Regions from separate parts of the Sus scrofa genome. Here all the other regions are linked to region 1. The links are chromatin contacts, called in public HiChIP or PLAC-seq maps. All regions are on one chromosome and are shown on one strand. Each heading gives the region's core, a stretch centred on a gene start, on an enhancer-like site or on the middle of the called end of the contact. The rest is flanking DNA. Distances are from core to core; before and after follow the strand shown. Region 1 holds the start of GATAD2B (transcriptional repressor p66-beta). Region 2 overlaps GATAD2B (transcriptional repressor p66-beta). Region 3 holds the start of RPS27 (40S ribosomal protein S27).

What was found. HiChIP or PLAC-seq counts read pairs in DNA pulled down with a chosen protein or histone mark.
Region 2: a contact with region 1 is called in an H3K27ac HiChIP or PLAC-seq map of skeletal muscle. The contact joins the enhancer-like site here to the promoter of GATAD2B in region 1. A contact is called at or near these places in 8 of 47 Hi-C or Micro-C datasets (epiblast stem cells, fetal heart ventricle, fibroblasts and 3 more) and 2 of 2 datasets of contacts at active chromatin or transcription factors (alveolar macrophages and skeletal muscle).
Region 3: an H3K27ac HiChIP or PLAC-seq map of skeletal muscle shows a contact between it and region 1. The contact joins the promoter of RPS27 here to the promoter of GATAD2B in region 1. A contact is called at or near these places in 3 of 47 Hi-C or Micro-C datasets (blood, fetal liver and liver) and 2 of 2 datasets of contacts at active chromatin or transcription factors (alveolar macrophages and skeletal muscle).

The regions. Positions count from the first base shown.
Region 1 is chr4:95,765,606-95,768,503 of Sscrofa11.1, forward strand. It overlaps GATAD2B (transcriptional repressor p66-beta), which reads left to right and starts at 1,384. Exons shown (of 11, transcript XM_021089804.1): 1 at 1,384-1,630.
Region 2 is chr4:95,854,472-95,857,369 of Sscrofa11.1, forward strand. It overlaps GATAD2B (transcriptional repressor p66-beta), which reads left to right. Exons shown (of 11, transcript XM_021089804.1): 5 at 1-15; 6 at 571-741; 7 at 1,271-1,583. Among named protein-coding and RNA genes, the nearest start is that of SLC27A3, 48 kb to the right of the region's middle. Within about 2 kb of position 1,465, at least 1 of the 83 cell types and tissues checked has an H3K27ac peak or open chromatin away from gene starts, as enhancers often do. A contact at or near this core is called in skeletal muscle, where this site is marked.
Region 3 is chr4:95,697,971-95,700,868 of Sscrofa11.1, forward strand. It overlaps RPS27 (40S ribosomal protein S27), which reads right to left and starts at 1,511. Exons shown (of 4, transcript XM_003125735.3): 1 at 1,439-1,511; 2 at 1,018-1,126; 3 at 345-455. The coding sequence starts at 1,444.

The DNA.
Region 1 (2,898 bases), core at 134-2,633:
AGACCTGCATCCTCATGGATACAAGATGGGTTCATAACCTGCTGAGCCACAATGGGAACTCCCATAGCATGACTTATAAGTGATTCGAAAAACACATTCTAGTGCTCCTGGAACCAGTTATTTCCGTGTTCAAACCACGGCTTACTCACTAATTAGCTGTCTGATCTTTGCAAGTTCCTTAGTCTCTCTGAACCTGAACCTGCCTAAGTTTAGATTTCAGCTCTGCCACTTATCTTGTGTAACTTTGGGCAACGCATTTGATCTGTACCTCACGTTCCTCATCTGCAAAATGGGGATAACAGTTTCTACTCTAACAGAGTTTTGAGCAGTAAATAAACGAATCCACGTAAAGCTCTTAAAAGAATAAATATTCACATATAGCACAGTGTCTCACAATTTCTTTCCACAAACGTTAGCTATTATTGTTTTAACACACTGACTCAGAGACTTGGTGCCTGTCCTCAAGGTGCTCAAGAACACCACCTGTAAATCGAATATACTTTAATAAAGGAAAATTAAAAAAAGAAATGAACAATACTTGTGGTATGTGCTGGAGAAACGCTGAGAGTCTAGGTGGGCCTTACTGCTTTGGGGAAGTACGGAGGCCAGCAGGAGCTGGGCCTTTTTAGTCGATTAGGTGGCGTGGGAGACTGTTTCCCTCATTGTGAACCTGACTAGACCAGGAGATCCCTAGAAAGGGAGTTGCGAGGGCTCTGCACGGCGTAATTTCTCAGCAATTTGGCCAGCTGCCTTTTTTTTCTCCTATCGGGTTTCAGTCACGACAGGACCACGCTGAGGTACAATGAAGACCAGGAAGCTCAAGGCCTTTGGCAGACGGAGACAGGCCACGCCCCAAGTAGACTGCAAGGCCCGAGCGCTTCAAGCCACTTTTATCGTGAAATTCCTGGATTCTGTCGCGATGTAACACCACCCAACGCAGACCCCAGCGCCGTTCCCCCGTCTCCATCTTTAGAATTGGAAGAATGAGAAATGGCCAAAGGGGAATCCCGGTTTTGGGGATACTGGGGTACGGCGGCTGCCTGGGGACCAAAACGTCTCTAAGGTAAAGTTGCAGCCCTGAAGCGATTTTTTGACCCCCGACACTTAATGGGCTGCTGAAGACCCGGATGTGTCTGGGACTGGCCGAGGTACCCATTAACGCGCCCCCGCTAGACCATCCCCCTCCTCCGTTTAGGACTGGGTCTTAAGTACGCCAATCATCACCTCTCCAGCCACTCACTCTTCAAGGGTGGGGTGTAGCCCGGGCATCCCATCTCCTATTGGTACGGCCGAGAAGAGGAGGGCGGGGAGGCCGGCTCAGGTCGCCCAATGGGCGTCGTGGCGTGTGGGGAAGGCGGAGCCGAGGCGCTTGGCAGCTGCCCAATCAGCGTCCTTGTTTGTGTGGTGCCGCCGCCGCCGGTGCAGCCGCCGCCGCCGCCGCTGCCCCCGTCTGTACCGCAGTGTCTGCTCCGCCCGCCCGCCCCGGTCCGGCCCGCCCCCCTCCCCCACCCCCGCCCCAAGTCCCGTCAGCGGGGTCCGGAACCCACTGTGCCGTCGCCTCTTCCTTTTTCGACGCCGCCGCCGCCGCCTGAGGAGGCGAGCTAGCCGGGAGTTACACCGCCACCGCCAGGTGAGGAGCTTTGGCCTAGGCCAGCTTGGCCGCCCGCCCGCCCGGGGGCGGTGAGGAGCGAGGAAGGGAGGGAGGCTGGGAGGAGGCGGTGGTGGCGGAGGTGGGGGAAGGGAAAGGTGGAGGGGCGGGGGGAGGGGAAGCGCCCGCGAGCCGACGCCCGCCCGCGCGCCCCCGCCTTGCGTCCCCCTCCCCCCACCCCGGCACTGCGCGCCCCCGCCTCGCGCTCCCCTTCACCTCATCCCCTCCCCCCGCTCCGCGCGCGCGCCCCGGTCTTTCACTTCGGCCTTGCGCGCCCCCAGCTCGAGTCCCTTCATTTCTTCTCCTTTTACTCTTTCTCCCCTCCCTCGCGCCCCGTTTCCCCCGCCTTCCCCGCTTTCACTCACTGCCTCATGCCCGCCATGCTCCCCTCCTTTCCTCTCTAGCGCGCCCCCCCTTAACTCTCTCCACCCCCAGTGGTGCCCTCAGGGTGCGGGGGCCGCTCCCTACTCTCAGTCTTGTGTTTGTCGGCGGTTGGGACAAATGGGGGATCCTTAAGGGTGAAGGAAGCACGGGTTGATTATCTTTATTTAGGCAAAGGGGCCAGGAGGGCAAAACCTTACCCCTTTATTTCATCGTCCACGGTTCCCTCGCCCTCTGGTAGAAGGGGATTGTCTCAGCCTGTATGATGTGGGTACTTGTATTCTGTAGCGACTAAACCACCCCCTTTTTTAGCTGGGCTGCTGGGACCCGCTTGGTCTGTATCCCAGTCCAGTGCCTGAGGGTCGATGGAACTAGAACTTGCCCTTCCCTAAACCAAACCCAGACTTAGAGTACTTTCTGCTATCCTGCTCTCAATTACACGAAGGAGCTAGCCACTCCTGTAAGTGCAGAGGTTTGGGTGCCATTCGCCGGCCCAGGACAGCGTTCCCCCTTCATAAAGGTATGATAGTCTCTTTGGATTCTTCCCCAGCATTAACTTCCCTCCAAACACAAAATATTAGTTCATAGGGTTGGCACTGAAGTGGAGATGGAGGCATTGATGGGGGTGGCATGTGGCTGCTAACTGAACTACCTATCAACCTTTTCTTCTGCTGTCATCTGGAGAATCAGGTAGCCTTCTGAGAACCAGTTTTCTCATTTCTGATAAATGATTATTTAGAAGGCTTTTGTGTGCGTGTGAAGAGAGCCGGGAGATACTTAACATAGTGTATTTCAGCTAAGGCAAAGAGCAATGCTTTCAGGCCAGACTGCAGTAGAGAGATTTGGACTTGCAGCAGCTGGAGTATAAG
Region 2 (2,898 bases), core at 215-2,714, 89 kb after region 1:
TTGAGAACATTACAGGTATGTGACCCATAGTGGGATCTTAGTGTCAGGGGGCCCTATTATCCTCTCTCTGTTTTAGGACTTTTGTGAAGATCATAGAAGAATTGGCCTTGATAGATGTGTTATTACTATAGATGGTCCTGTTGGACCTTTATGGCATGATTTAGTCCACAGTAGAAAGATGAATAACTTATTTTTCCATTGCAGTCTTTCTACACCGGTGCTTTCCAGCTTACCTCTTTTCCATATAGGTTTAAATAGCTTATACCAAAAAAAAAGCCAGGGACTTGTTACAGCGGTGATGTAGTTTGCAGCTCCTGCTTGGATTCCATCCCTGGCCCAGGAACTTCCATATGCATTGGGGGCAATTGCGGGGGTGGGGGGAAGGCCCGGGACTTTCTAGCCACTAATCAGGTTTTTGATGATGATGATTTTTCCCATAGTCCATTAGATGAAATTATTGTGTTTCTGTGTTTCCACTTAGCTATATGTTATAGGTAGTGTTTTCTCTTTGGCATTTTGTGGGGCATTTTACCACCTAGGACTGTATCTTTTCCTCTTCTTCCCCTTCAGGGTCACAGTGTCATCCGTTCAGCGACCAACACCACCCTCCCACACATGTTGATGTCTCAGCGTGTGATTGCACCAAACCCAGCCCAGCTACAGGGTCAGCGGGGCCCACCTAAGCCTGGCCTTGTACGCACTACAACACCCAATATGAATCCTGCTATCAATTACCAGCCGGTAAGAGGGAGCCCCAATGTGGAAACATAGCTGTCTTTTATTTACTTTCCTGGTTGAAAGAATCATAGATTTTAAGTTTTTTGGACATTGAGAAACTCTAAGACAACAAATTTTGTCCTAATTTTGGTGGGTTGACAGCAGTCCCAAAAAGTAGAAACATTGAGAAATTATATGACTATAGTAGTGGAGAAGAGAGCAGCAGAGCAGCAGTAAGCTAAAAGCTCTCTAGAAGAAAGAGATAAAAGAATCTAGGGAATAAGAAGCATAAGAATATATGACAAAACATTCCAAATCTTTATTTTTCTCTTAGCAATTTTAGTTCATAGCCACTATCTTTCTCCTTTCCTATGTGCCAGAGTCCTTTTTCACTGAAGTTGGATGCCTCATGTCTTTTTCTGAGCTTGAGGGGAGCTAAGTAGTTCACACTAGGATCAGGTAGTATTCCCTGCCTCAAAAGTAAGAATTGTTTTTTTCTCCCACATACGATTACTGACCCCTATACTCAGTCTGTCTCAATCTGTTTCAGCAGTCAAGTTCTTCTGTTCCCTGTCAGCGCACAACATCCTCTGCCATCTATATGAACCTTGCCTCCCATATCCAGCCAGGGACCGTGAACAGAGTGTCCTCACCACTTCCTAGCCCCAGCGCCATGACTGATGCTGCCAACTCACAGGCTGCAGCCAAATTGGCTCTTCGCAAACAGCTGGAAAAGACACTCCTGGAGATTCCACCCCCTAAACCACCTGCTCCCTTGCTTCATTTCCTGCCTAGTGCAGCCAATAGCGAGTTCATCTACATGGTAGGCTTGGAAGAAGTTGTACAGAGTGTCATCGACAGCCAAGGTAAAGCTGTTTTTTTCTGCTCAATCTTTTTATCTGAGTAGGCAGTTGCCACACCTGATTGATACAGGCAGAGTATCACAGGGCACTATGTAATACTGAATAATCTCTCCTTACTATTGCCAGACTATGTCCCATCCCTTATTCAGAGGCTCTTTGGGAGCACCATATCAAAAAGCTTTTTGTGTGTGTGTATATCTTAGGCTTAATGTTTTTATTGTGTGTATAGTGTAGCTTATCTATTTTTTGCAGTATATTCCTTAGTTCTTTTAAATGTGCCTAGCATGATGCATACATAATTTAAAGACTAGAACACCTTTTTCTTTTTCTTTTTTTGTCTTTTTGCCATTTCTAGGGCCTCTCCCATGGCATATGGAGATTCCCAGGCTAGGGGTCGAATCGGCGCTGTAGCTGCCGGCCTATACCAGAGCCACAGCAACGCGGGATCCGAGCCGCATCTGTGACCTACACCACAGCTCACGGCAACGCCGGATCCTTAACCCACTGAGCAAGGCCAGGGATCGAACCCGAAACGTCATGGTTCCTAGTTGGATTTGTTAACCACTGAGCCATGACGGGAACTCTTTTTTTTTTTTTTTTTTTTTTGCCACACCGTTGGGTGTGGAGGTTCCTGAGCCAGTAATTCAGATTGGAGCTGCAGCTGTGACCTATGGCATGGCTGTGGCAACACCAGATCCTTATCTTACTGCACCTGGCCAGGGATTGAACCTATGCTGCCACAGAGACAACACCAGATCCCTAACCTGCTGTAGCACAGCAGGAACTCCCAGAACATCTGTTTTTTGTTTTGTTTTGTCTCTTGTCTTTTTAGGGTCACACCTGCGGCATATGGAGGTTCCGAGGCCAATGGTCGAATCAGAGCTACAGCTGCCGGCCTACACCACAGCTCACAGCAACACCGGATCCTTAACCCATTGAGTGAGGCCAGGAATCGAACCCACAACCTTATGGTTACTGGTTGGGTTCGTTAACCACTGAGCTACGACAGGAACTCCCAGAACCCCTGTTTTTAATATCAGTGTTTATGTGGCATTGTGCTGTGTTATTCAGTCCCTGGTGTTTGAGTGCTTATAGTTAATAGACTGATAAAGATAACTATAACCACATAAAAGCTGTTAACCAACACTGAATCAAATTCTAAATTATTAACATCACATAGTCTATGCTAACAGAAGTTATTGAGCCTGAATTTCTAAACATAAAGACTTAGGGGAACACCTGACAGTAGAGGAGAGTGCCTAATGGGCCCAATATTGGTTATAAACAGATCAATGAATAATTCGGACACTGATAAGTA
Region 3 (2,898 bases), core at 261-2,760, 68 kb before region 1:
CGTTAAGAATAACTGACAGCAGCCTCCTTACCCTGCTGAAGCCCCACAAAGTGATCTATGATACCAACAGGAAAGCTACATGTTATTTTTCTCAACTCCTTCAGTTCCTACGTAGTCACTGAAAGACCCTATTATCAGCTCTGCTTGTATGAAGCCCCTTTTATCACCCATCCACCCCAGCTTGAGACAGTAGCGTTCTGAGATTTAGAGCTTTCTAATAATGCTTCTGGAAGGAAAAAAAAAAAAAAAAAAGACTATCAAACCCAACCCTCTTGATGAGACATTATACATGATCTCTCTTAAAATTCAAACCTCAAAATCCTAACACTGATTAAACCATTTACCTTCTGTAAGCCTTGCTTTTCCTCCTGTAGGCTGGCAGAGGACAGTAGAGCAGCCAACACACAAAACTACTGTTTGTGCATGGCTAAAGACGGTGGTGATTTTATAGCATCCTGGGGAAAAAACCAAATTAGTTATTTTACTTTCTCCATCTTTTCTTCACCTAAACGTACGCTGTCCTGTATCAACTGTAAGATCAGAACGTTATGTAATTGCCGAAATTCACTTTCCCATTCTAAACTTGATTACCTAGCTCCACATATACATTAAAGCCAACTCGGAAGCTTCCTGGACTACCTGCCCCCATCGATGTTTTTTTTGTCACTAACATATAATATAAACATTACCATCATCCCACAGCCTGAAGAGGAAAGGAGTGAAATCAAAGATTATTGAAAAGTCAAAAAACAGAGAATCCTCTACTTGAACGGGAAGGACGCTCAGTAACTGTACCTTGCATCCAGGTACAAGTACAAAAATGACCACAGCAGAAACCCAACCTATCATCCCAGTGTCTCCTACTTTGCAGATGAAGTTTTGAAAAGAAACTACTCTGGGTCACTTCTACACTGCAAAATTCTTACTCATCTCACACCTTCAACTTTCAAGAAATGGGACCTTTTTGCAATTCTTGGGCTCCAACGCTTCCCCCACTCCTACAAGCTATCTCCTCACCTGGGCATTTCACATCCATGAAATAGGAATTGGGGCTCTGCACCAGGCGCTTCTTCTTGTGTTTCCTCTTCTCCTCTTCTGGAGAGGGATGAAGGAGATCCTTTGCGAGCTACGAGAAGTAGAAATGCAGAGATTTAGAAACCAACGGCGAACACGGAATGATGAAAACAGCCTCCGCTGCCACACACCGGGGAGAGCTCGCCCCTCGCCGCCCCTGGTGTCTGCGCAGCTGGGCCGCCATCTTATCTCCTCTCCGCTCCCGTCTATGCAGGGGACCCCGCGGGCCTCCGCGGTCCCCGTAGTTAATGTCCTGGGAAGCGCGAAGGGCAAATGAGTGCCCTCTGCGATCCGAAATCAGCGTGAGGGGAGCGTGCGGACAGAAGAGCGAGATCTCCGCCGAAACCTGGACCAAGAGACTCACAGGCATGTTCTCGAAGGGACGTCGTCACCGCCGGAAAGGAGCGAAGGCGGAAATCCTGCTCCTTATATCCACCGTCCTGCAGGAAGTGACGCATGGGCCTTCGGCCGCCATGTTGGGAAGGACTTTTTCTCACCGTCTGCACGCGGTGGAAAGAGCAGGGGGCTGCCATTTTTGGAAGGTCTCTAAATGAGAGACATAGGAGTGGCCACGTTCAGAGTGTGAGCTGGAGCTCCCAGAAGTTCAGTGTCCCCTCCTCTTTCGAGGTGTAAATGGACAATTTTATTTTATTTTATTTATTTATTTTATTTTTTGTCTTTTTTCTATTTCTTGGGCCGCTCCCGCGGCATATGGAGGTTCCCAGGCTAGGGGTCGAATCGGAGCTGTAGCCACTGGCCTACGCCAGAGCCACAGCAACGCGGGATCTGAGCCGCGTCTGCAACCTACACCACAGCTCATGGCAATGCCGGATCCTTAACCCACTGAGCGAGGCCAGGGAGCGAACCCACAACCTCATGGTTCCCAGTCGGATTTGTTAACCACTGCGCCACGATGGGAACTCCTAAATGGACAATTTTAAAACTTGGTGCTGCGCTTTGACAATAGGAGCTCTTTAGGGAAACAGCGAGACTGAGCCATGTCTGGAACTTCTTAAATTTCTTTGCCTTTTTTCAATAAGTTTAATTTACCTTTTTTTTTTTTTTTGTCTTTTTGCTGTTTCTTGGGCCGCTCGCACGGTATATGGAGTTTACCAGGCTAGGGGTCTAATCGGAGCTGTAGCCACCGGCCTACACCAGAACCACAGCAACGTGGGGTCCGAGCCATGTCTGCAACCTAAACCACAGCTCCCGGCAACGACGGATCCTTAACCCACTGAGCAAGGCTAGGGACCGAACCCTCAACCTCATGGTTCCTAGTCGGATTTATTAACCACTGCGCCACGAGGGGAACTCCTAATTTGCCCATTTTTAACAACTCAGAAATGTAAAAATTTACAGAAATGTAAAAAAAAAAAGAATCCATCAAAACGATATGGTACTGGCACAAAGTCAGAAATATAGATCAGTGGAACAGGATAGAAAGCCCAGAATTAAACCCACACACCTACAGCCAACTAATCTATGACAAAGGAGGCAAGGATATGCAATGGAGAAAGGACACCTTGTTCAGTAAGTGGTGCTGGGGAAACTGGACAGCCACATGGAAAAGAATGAAATTAGCTCACTCCCTAACACCATACACAAAAATAAACTCCAAATGGACTAAAGACCTAGATATAAGACCAGACACTATCAAACTCTTAAAGGAAAACATAGGCCAAACACTCTCTGACATAAGCGACTGCAACATCTCCTCAGATCCACCTATCAGAGTATTGACAGTAAAAACAAAAATAAACAAATGGGACCTCATCAAACTTAAAAGTTTCTGCACAGCAAAGGAAACCCTCAACAAAACGAAAA